Regions from separate parts of the Ovis aries genome. Here region 1 is linked to region 2. A link is a contact called in public Hi-C data. All regions are on one chromosome and are shown on one strand. Each heading gives the region's core, a stretch centred on a gene start, on an enhancer-like site or on the middle of the called end of the contact. The rest is flanking DNA. Distances are from core to core; before and after follow the strand shown.

Region 1 (4,792 bases), core at 430-2,929, 42 kb after region 2:
ATGTGTGCCTCTAAACTAAAGAATGTTTTTCATAAATAACGTGACTGCGTTTAGGTGATAATGAAATTGGAGAGGGTGGGAAGAACCTAGCACTCAGACCGCCATAGGGACCAAAACTGACACAGCACTTGGAAGTTCAAAGAGCTGCAGCATTTTAACGGGATTAAGGGGTTCCCTGGTGGCTCAGCAGTAAAGAATTGGCCTGTCAATGTACGAGACTCGGGTTTGGTCCCTGGGTCGGGAAGATTCCCCTGGAGAAACAAATGGCACCCCGCTCCAGTATTCTTCCCTGGGAAATCCCATGGACAGAAGAGCCTGGTGGGCTACAGTTCATGAGGTTGCAAAGAATTGGACACAACTTAGTGACTAAACAACAATAACATTTAAGAGAGATAAGCAAAAAGGACCTGCTGTATAGCACAGGGAACTATAGTCAATATCCTGCAATAACTGATATGAGAAAAATCTGAAGAATAGATACACATACACGTATAACTGAATCACTTTGCTATACACCTGAAACTTACACAACAGTGTAAATCAACTGTACTTAAATTTTAAAAAAATAGTAAAATGAAAATTTGGGGGGAAAAAGGAGTTGTAGCCTTTTCAAAGAACCGGTATCCTGCTATTCCAGTATGCTTCTTCTAGACCAGACCTCTTACCTGCAAAAAGGCCAACTGAACTAGCTTTTCAATTATACTATCCATTCTTTCTATTTCATCATCCTTTCCTATTTAAAACAAAACCGAAAACACTCAGTCTCTGAGTCTCCAAGCAGACAGCCTCTTAATGTTTTCTTTCTCAGCTTCAGAGGTTCAGATTACTCTAAAATGTTTTCGAATCTTTTTTCCGAATTCAGTAGGCGTTAGAAAATGATGAAAGAGCTGCCTATTCCTAGTTGTCCAATTACAAAGTTTTCCAACGAAAATCCTAGGATCACTTCCCACATTCTCACTATGAAATACAAGTGGGAATTAGGACATTCATCCAATAAAATTTCATCAGAAAAAACAAAAAAAGGTGGGGGGGACAGGGCACATTTCGAAATGAATTCTACTTTTTTTCTTTGAAAAACAGAGGTCATTGACCAAGACAGATTTCCAAATGTTTTCTCTAATATCCCAGTGTATGAAACTTTGATTTAAGTGTTCAGGAAATTACAGGGATCAAACCATTCCCCAAGACTTCAGTTTCCAGGTTTCTCCAAGCCTTGAAAGTTCCCCGCAGGCTAATTACTGTTTACTGCTGTAGCCCTTCCTGCTTCTGTCTGTAACATTTTCCATCCTAAGAAGGGTCGTCCCATTCAGCGGCGGAGCCTGGTGACTGAGTGGCTGAATGGAATTACTACCAGTGGAAACTATGCTGCAAGAGGGAGAGATAAAACAGCTGCAAAGCAAACCTCGGCCGTTTTTTCCATCCTCCCCAAGCGAAGTTAATTAGCATAGGGAAAATGACTAAGGTGTTGACGTCACCTCTTTCCAGTAGAAACTTACACTCTGTCCCTGTCCGCCTGCGAGTCAAGCAGGGCTTGACTCAGGAATTTGGTGTCCAAACAGGATGCCCTGGAAGCAGTGCTTTTTTTCCCCCGGAGTTGGGGCGGGGTGGGGGCGGGGGGAGCCGGACCTCGTTGCTTTATAAGCGCCGGCTCGAGAAAGAACCTAACAGCTTCGGGTAAAGGAACTCCATCCACTTGGGGCTTGACCGCGGGAGTCGCTGTAGCTCTCACTGTAAGAAAGCAAGATGCACTTTAGAAATTTTAACTACAGTTTTAGCTCCCTGATTGCCTGTGTGGCAAACAGTGAGATCTTCAGCGAAAGTGAAACCAGGGTAAGGCTTCTGATATAATGTAATTTTTTTAAAATTTGAGACAGCGATTTCAAAGCATGATGTTAATTGGTACTATTAGCTGAGATAGTTGGTGGGGATGTGTGGTTCTCGTTGTGGGTTTTGGGGTTTTTGAAATGCATCCAGAATGCTTTGAGCCTTCAGAATCAACAGGTGTTGCCTGAGGAATTAGCTCTGAAGGAATTTTTTAAAGCTCAGTATTTAAAACTGTCTCTGTCCCTTGGCCAGTTAGTAAGCAGGGTTCAGCATGGTGTTCGTTTCATTCTTTGTAGATTGTAAGTAAACTTTTGGAGGGAGGACTTTCTGACAGTGCACAGAATGTTTCACTTTGACATCTCGAGTTCAGGATACTTTGATTTTATCTTAGGAAATCACTATTGTAGAGATATTTGAATGTTTGAAGTAATTATAAGGACCTGTCTTCAACTTTCTAGGTTTTTCCAGGTGGAGAAAGTGCACCCATAGCAAATAATAAATAGATAGATAAGTTAAACATTGTACCTCCTGGAAAGCAGCTGTATAACTAGTGATTTTAACTACTATGCTTTACTTCTTCATTTGATTAAAATGCCAAGATTTCCATCAGTAGCTATGAAGCTATCTAACTGATCTCTAAAACAAGACTGTATAGCAATGAATTCTGTGTTTTCTCTTTAGGGGGCAGTGATCATGTTATATCCTTATACCTAAAGCCATACTGAGACTTGGGACGTTTTCTTTCTTTTTTTCTTAAATCAAATTTAACTCCCTAATCATGTAGTCTGCTTACAAGCCAGAATCGTGGTTTTTTACCTAGATATTAGAGCATGGTCTTTGTGTACGTGCATGCTTGTTAATTCACTTCAGTCTTGTCCAACTCTTTGCAACCCCATGGACTGTATGTAGCCTACCAGGCTCCTCTGTCCATGGGATTCTCCAGGCAACAATACTGGAGTGAGTTGCCATGCCCTCCTCCAGGGGAACTTCCCGACCCAGGGATCGAACCCAGGTCTCTTAAGTCTCCTGCACTGGCAGGTGGGTTCTTTATCACTAGCGGCACCTGGGAAGCCCAATCTATGTGTAAACTTACTACAAAGTCTATGTACCTAATATTAGCCTTATGTGAGTAAAATCACTGTTTACTCATTTCAGTAGAGAAGCCACCCAACAACTGTAATAACAAATGAGATTATTTTATAAAAGAACGGTAGGAGAACAATACGAAATTAACAAGGTAGTGTGGGTTCTCTTGCACTCTGGTCTTCAGCCCTGACTTGCCGTCTAAAAATATCCATCAAACTCATCTCTCTTAAGTTATGAATCATAACTCCAAACAGTTGGTCACAGTGCCTACGGATGAGGTCGTGTGAAATTCCAAATCCGCACAGACACCCTCACGCCCCGGACTCACCCGTGCTCCACAGAGGGGCGGAGACCAACCGAGTCACCGCGCGGCCAGATGAACTCGAAGCTTGAGCATCTGCTGCGCCTTCACTCTACTTCTGTTTCTCCGCGTCACCTCTCCTGGGAAAGTCACAGACTTTTCCATCAACTAACAAAACCCAAGGAACTGGAAGAGAGAAACTCTGTGAGCTCTTCCCATGTCTCCTGGTGGAGACGCCAGCCAGGAGGAAAGGCAGGCCCTGCCCCGTGGAGCCCTGCCCGATGGAGCAGAAACTGACCAACCACCCATCCATCCGGAGGCCCATCCCCTCCTCCACTTCCTAGTACCAAAAAGTCTCAGGGACGTTCTCCACTTCTGCTGGAATCCTCTCTCTGCTTTGCAGAAACAGCATGCTCTCTATAGATTTCCAGAGTCCTTCCAGGCCTCCTTGTCTCACCAGTCACCTGGGTAGAGGACACGCTGCCTGCCTCAGCCCCGCTCTCAGCCACCCCCATTGGCCTCTCACCATCCCCAGAGTTTAGTCTGCAAAAAAGATTCAGAAATCTGGTAACTGACAGCCCCTGCACAATCTTCCTACAAGTTTCAAGAGTGTCCATAACACCTTCCCCTCTGGTTGGAAAAGATGGCAGTGGTCTCCCAGTTCCCCAGAACAACACCCCATTCAGGACCCAACCCGGTGGTGGTGGTGGGGGGGGTGGTGGTGGTGCTCCTGCAGAACTTTTCCCAGGATCTGATGAAACATTCTCCTGAATCTAGGCTTTTAATCATTGAACTCAGGCATTTCAGTTCTCAGATCTCATGCTGTTTCACAGTGTTCACTAGTTCTTAAACACTAGCGCTAAATGTGTACCTATTAAAGCCAGTGTATAGAAACAGGTTCTTTGACAGTACATTCATTTTTAAAAACCAGTACTATTTTAGAGAGTTAAAAAATGACAGACTAAATGGGAAAATACCACTGGGAACTTTTTTTTTAACTGCTTCCTTTATGTTAAGAAATGCAAGGCCTTTTTCTACAGAGTGAAGTAAGTCAGAAAAGAAAGACAAATATCATATATTAACGCATATGTATGAAATCTAGAAAACCAGTACTGACGATCCGATTTGCAGGGCAGCAAAGGAGACACAGACGTCAAGAACAGACTTGTGGACACAGTGGGGGAAGGAGAGGATGTGATGATTTGAGGGAACAGCATTGAAACATACGCATTACCGTATGTAAACTAGATAGCCAGTGGGAGTGTGATGTAAGACACAGGGAGCCCACAGTCAGAGCTCTGTGACAACCTAGAGGGGTAGGTGGGGAGGAAGGTGGGAGCGGCTTCAAGAAGGAAGGAACATATTTACGGCTGATTCATGTTGATGTATGGCAAAAAACATCGCATATTGTTAAGTAGTTATCCTCTAATTAAAAAAAAAAAAGAAAAAACAGAAAAAAGGGCAAACAACCATAGGGAAAATGTACCTTTACCACCTAGAGGGCATTAAAAAAAAAAAAAAAAAAAACAAGAAATGCAAGCCTTTTTAAATTAACTTTATTGTTTCCTAATTGAATTAAAA
Region 2 (4,250 bases), core at 466-2,965:
TTAGGTGGCTCGTGTGTCTTGGCTATTGTAAACAGTGCTGCTACGAACATTGCGGTTCCGTGCATCTTTTCGAATTAGAGTTTTCTCAGGATTTATGCCCAGAAGTGGGATCACTGGATCACATGGTGTCACTATTTTCAGTTTTTAAGGAACCTTCACTGTCCGTCACAGTGGCTGCACCAAGTTACATTCCGACCAACAGTGCAGGGAGGGTTCCCTTTTCTGCACACCCTCTCCAGCATTTATCGTCTGTAGCCTTTCTGATGATGCTGTGAGATCTCACTGTCTGGTATGAGGTGATACCATGTTGTAGTTTTGATTTGCATTTCTCCGTAGAGGAGTTGTTTTGTTTTTAATTAATTAATTTTAATTGGAGGCTAATTACTTTACAATATTGTGGCGGGTTTTGCCATACATTGACATGAATCAGAGACACACATGTCCACAGAGGAGTTTTAAAACCAACCTTCCTCACAGAAACTTCCAGCCCCTTCCAGTGTGGGAGCTTCCTCACTAGCCCGTTCGTGGGTAGCTTGCATCTGTGCTGACATGTGCCTTTGATGAGCCACCACCTTCAGACTAAAGCATGCTTGTCAGGATCACAAATCATGCACCTCTGTTAACAGTATAGGCTGATTTGGGGTTTGTGCTACAGTGCTCAAGAATGCCTAGAACCTGACATCTTGGATTCAAAAATAAATTTGAGGAAAATGTTTTAATGATCTTAACTCTTACCTCAGTTCAGAACCTGACATGAATGAGCTCACCAACCAACGTCACCTTTAAGACATGTTTACTGACTCACCACAGAAATCTGAGGACATGTTTATATACCTCAACTAGGCCTTTTTTGGTACTGCCTTAAGGGTTTACAAGAATGTGTCTTTGGTTACAGCCATCCTGGATAATAACAGTCAGAGGGCATGAATGTGCATGTTACATGTTGCCAGTAGGAGCTTCGTGACCTTAGGCAACCGATCTGAGCTCACTGAGCCTCCTTTCTGCAAAAGCAAGAATAATAAAATCCTCCTGTATATCATTGGAGGATTTCAGGCAACTCAGATGAGTTGGTACCTGTGGCAAGACTTCTGAACTGCCAAGCGTGGGTTGAATGTAACTTGCTGCTGCTATTGCTGCTAAGTCGCTTCAGTCGTGTCCGACTCTGTGTGACCCCAGAGACGGCAGCCCACCAGGCTCCCCTGTCTCTGAGATTCTCCAGGCAAGAACACTGGAGTGGGTTCCCATTTCCTTCTCCAATGCATGAAAGTGAAGAGAGAAAGGGAAGTCGCTCAGTCGTGTCTGACTCTTGGCAACCCCATGGACTGCAGCCCACCAGGCTCCTCCGTCCATGGGATTTTCCAGGCAAGAGTACTGGAGTCGGGTGACGTCGCCTTCTCCAAACGTAACTTAAAATTGTTACTATTCAGAGCTGGCATAATAAACTGGAAGGAGGGAGCTGTGTTCTCAGAAGGTGGTCAGGACCTTCTATGGGACCCGGTTCTGGATGTTTTGACTGACTTAATCCGTGGAACAAGGGGATATTTGACAGAGTGGCATCTGAAGCATTAAGCTAACTAGAGCATTACCAGCAGGACCTTTGTGCACCTTAACAAACAAGTTCTTTATCTTCACCCTTGCCTACGAAAGTTATAGAAGTGCGTACATAATAGGATTCAGTGTGGAGCTTATTAGCTTGAACTTGTCTGAACTTATGTTCACAAGCCTGCCCGCCCCTATCTAGAGCAAACAGGGTCAGATAAAGAGTTCTTACGAAAGAATCCTGCGCTGTGAATCAAACACAGATCACGTTAAACTTCCTGACACTACTTAATTTTTCTGGCAAGTTTTCTTTCTTTTTCCCCCACCCTGTTATCCTGACCTTGGATGAATTTTCCAGCGGTTCCTGGAATAAGAAGGCTACATTCATCCATCTTTGCATCCTCACAATTTCCAGTGACTCTTAATAGAAATTTCATGCAGCTAGGCTGACAGTAACTTATGTTCTTTTTTTAAAAAAACGATGATGATTACTCGGAAGCCTATTTTTAGTATTCAGGTGAAATGGTTTTACAGTGCTCCATTAGCATAGCTATTAATACACTTGAGTGTTAATGTCTCTGCTTCGCTTCCCCACAGTTTGTCCTGTTCTGTAAGCTGAATTATGTTCCAGGTGATGTATGATCTTTCCTGTCCCTGCTGTCATCCCCCTGGAGCTCCTTTACCATTGATTTTGCAACGGGTGGGCCAGATCCAAGGAGGTGAAATGTGCTCCCCAGCGTGGCATAGCTTGTTTTTGCCAAAGCTGGGGCCAGAGGCCGAGAGTGACTCCTGGACCAGTGTCCTAAGATGCCATCAGTTCAGTTCAGTGTCCAACTCTTCATGACCCCACGGACTGCAGCATGCCAGGCCTCCCTGTCTATCACCAACTCCTGGAGCTCACTCAAACTCATGTCTGTAGAGTCAGTGATACCATCCAACCATCTCATCCTCTGTCATCCCCTTCTCCTCCTGCCCTCAATCTTTCCCAGCATCAGGGTCTTTTCAAATGAGTCAGTTCTTCGCATCAGGTGGCCAAAGTATTGCAGTTTCAGCTTCAACATCAGTCCTTCCAACGAATATTCAGGGCTGTTTTCCTTTAGAATGGACTGGTTTGATCTCCTTGTTGTCCAAGTGACTCTCAAGAGTCTTCATAGCTCCTTGGAAAACCAGAGTAAGACCTCGGCTCTTCAAAATCCTTACAACAGCCAGGTTTTCTATAGGAAAAGGATATAACATTCTGACTGTTAGAAGTTTGATGTTTAACTATTTGGAGATCCTAAAGGAAAGCAACCCTGAACAATTGATGGCATCAATGGCTATGAGTTTGAGCAAAGTCCAGGTGAAGTTTGCTTCAATGTTTGCTTCAAGTTCACCTATCCATGGTGAAGGATAGGAAGCCTGGCTTGGTGCAGTCTATGGTGTTGCAGAGAGTTGGGTACGACTGAGTGACCAAGCGACAGCCATTTGAAGATTAGTGTCTAATGTGTCACAGTCCGTCCTGCCTTAATCTTAAATAGAGATGAAAATTTTTTTCTGAGAATTTCCTTTCTTGGTAATTCTTCTTTTCTAAAAAATATATATTTGTTTTTTGGCTGGGCTGGTCTTTGTTGCTACCGTGCAGGCTTTCTTGAGTTGCGCAGAGTGGAGGCTACTCCCTAGCTGCAGCATGCAGACTTTCCCTGTGGCTTCTCTTGCTGTGGAGCTTGAGCTCTAGGGTGTGCAGGCTATAGCACTTCGGTTCCAAGGCTCTAGAGTGCAGGCTTAGTCTGTGGCACATGGGCTTAGTTGCTCCGCGGCATGTGGGATCTTCCCAGACCAGGGATGGAACTCATGTCTCCTGTATTTGGAGGCGAGTTCTTTGCCACTGAGCCATCAGGGAAGCCCCTTTTCTTGACAATTCTTAATAATGCCTTTCCTAGCTGATTCCAGCTCATCAATCAATCTGAGCTTTACTTACTGTGTGTTGCTGTAGATGGAGGTGATGTGGTTTATAAAGATAAAAAACAGCAAGCCCGAGGCCTGCTTTCTTATAGAAGGTCACTGGCCTTGCAAACCTTTTGATGATTTTTTTTTTTTTTTTTTTGAGCATGTTCCTTCGTTAATCTGTCAGGGCAGGGAGCCAGCATGGGATAACATCTGCCCTGGAGTGGCCAGGTGAACTGTCAGCGGCATTAAGAGAATCAGGCTTTTTCCATCAGTAGTTAGTGGGGCCACAGGCATCTCCTTGATGGCTTGATCTTGTCAACATGGTTTGCCGCCGGGTATAATGGATCAGTCTCCACTATTTTAAGAATTCATGTCAGGCCGGGTATTATTTCATTGTCACTTTGCTTCAGATCCTGATTCCAAGTCAAACATCCAAGAGAATTACGCCTGACGTTGTAGCCTCGGTTTCTCATCTGTGAGAAAGCAATCTCACTTTCTGTCCCGGAGAAGTCTGAGGATGAAAGAGAGCAGGGGCCAAGTACCTGCCCCCCAAACCTGGTCGGTAGGAAGCTGCAGCTTACAGGAGCTGCTGTTTTCCCGCCTCTTCATCATCACCACAGTCGCTGATGGGTGCCAAGGTGATCAGCATCATCTTTTCCTGTGAAAGCCAGATACCGCCTTTCTCATCTTTTAAGTACATCCAAGTGTCAGTCGCTCAGTCATGTCCCACTCTCTTCGACCCCATGGACTGTAGCCCAACAGGCACCTCTGTCCCTGGGATTCTC

The links. Hi-C and Micro-C count contacts between places; a contact is called where the count stands out from the background.
Region 1: a Hi-C map of liver shows a contact between it and region 2, with 2.3 times the contacts expected there. The contact joins the promoter of RCAN1 here to the enhancer-like site in region 2. A contact is called at or near these places in 3 of 16 Hi-C or Micro-C datasets (liver, muscle and tail adipose tissue).

The regions. Positions count from the first base shown.
Region 1 is chr1:121,619,941-121,624,732 of ARS-UI_Ramb_v3.0, forward strand. RCAN1 (regulator of calcineurin 1) reads left to right here and starts at 1,680. Exons shown (of 4, transcript NM_001009274.1): 1 at 1,680-1,830. The coding sequence starts at 1,744.
Region 2 is chr1:121,578,351-121,582,600 of ARS-UI_Ramb_v3.0, forward strand. It overlaps a transcript of RCAN1 not described here. Among named protein-coding and RNA genes, the nearest start is that of RCAN1, 41 kb to the right of the region's middle. Within about 2 kb of position 1,716, at least 9 of the 54 cell types and tissues checked have an H3K27ac peak or open chromatin away from gene starts, as enhancers often do. A contact at or near this core is called in liver, where this site is marked.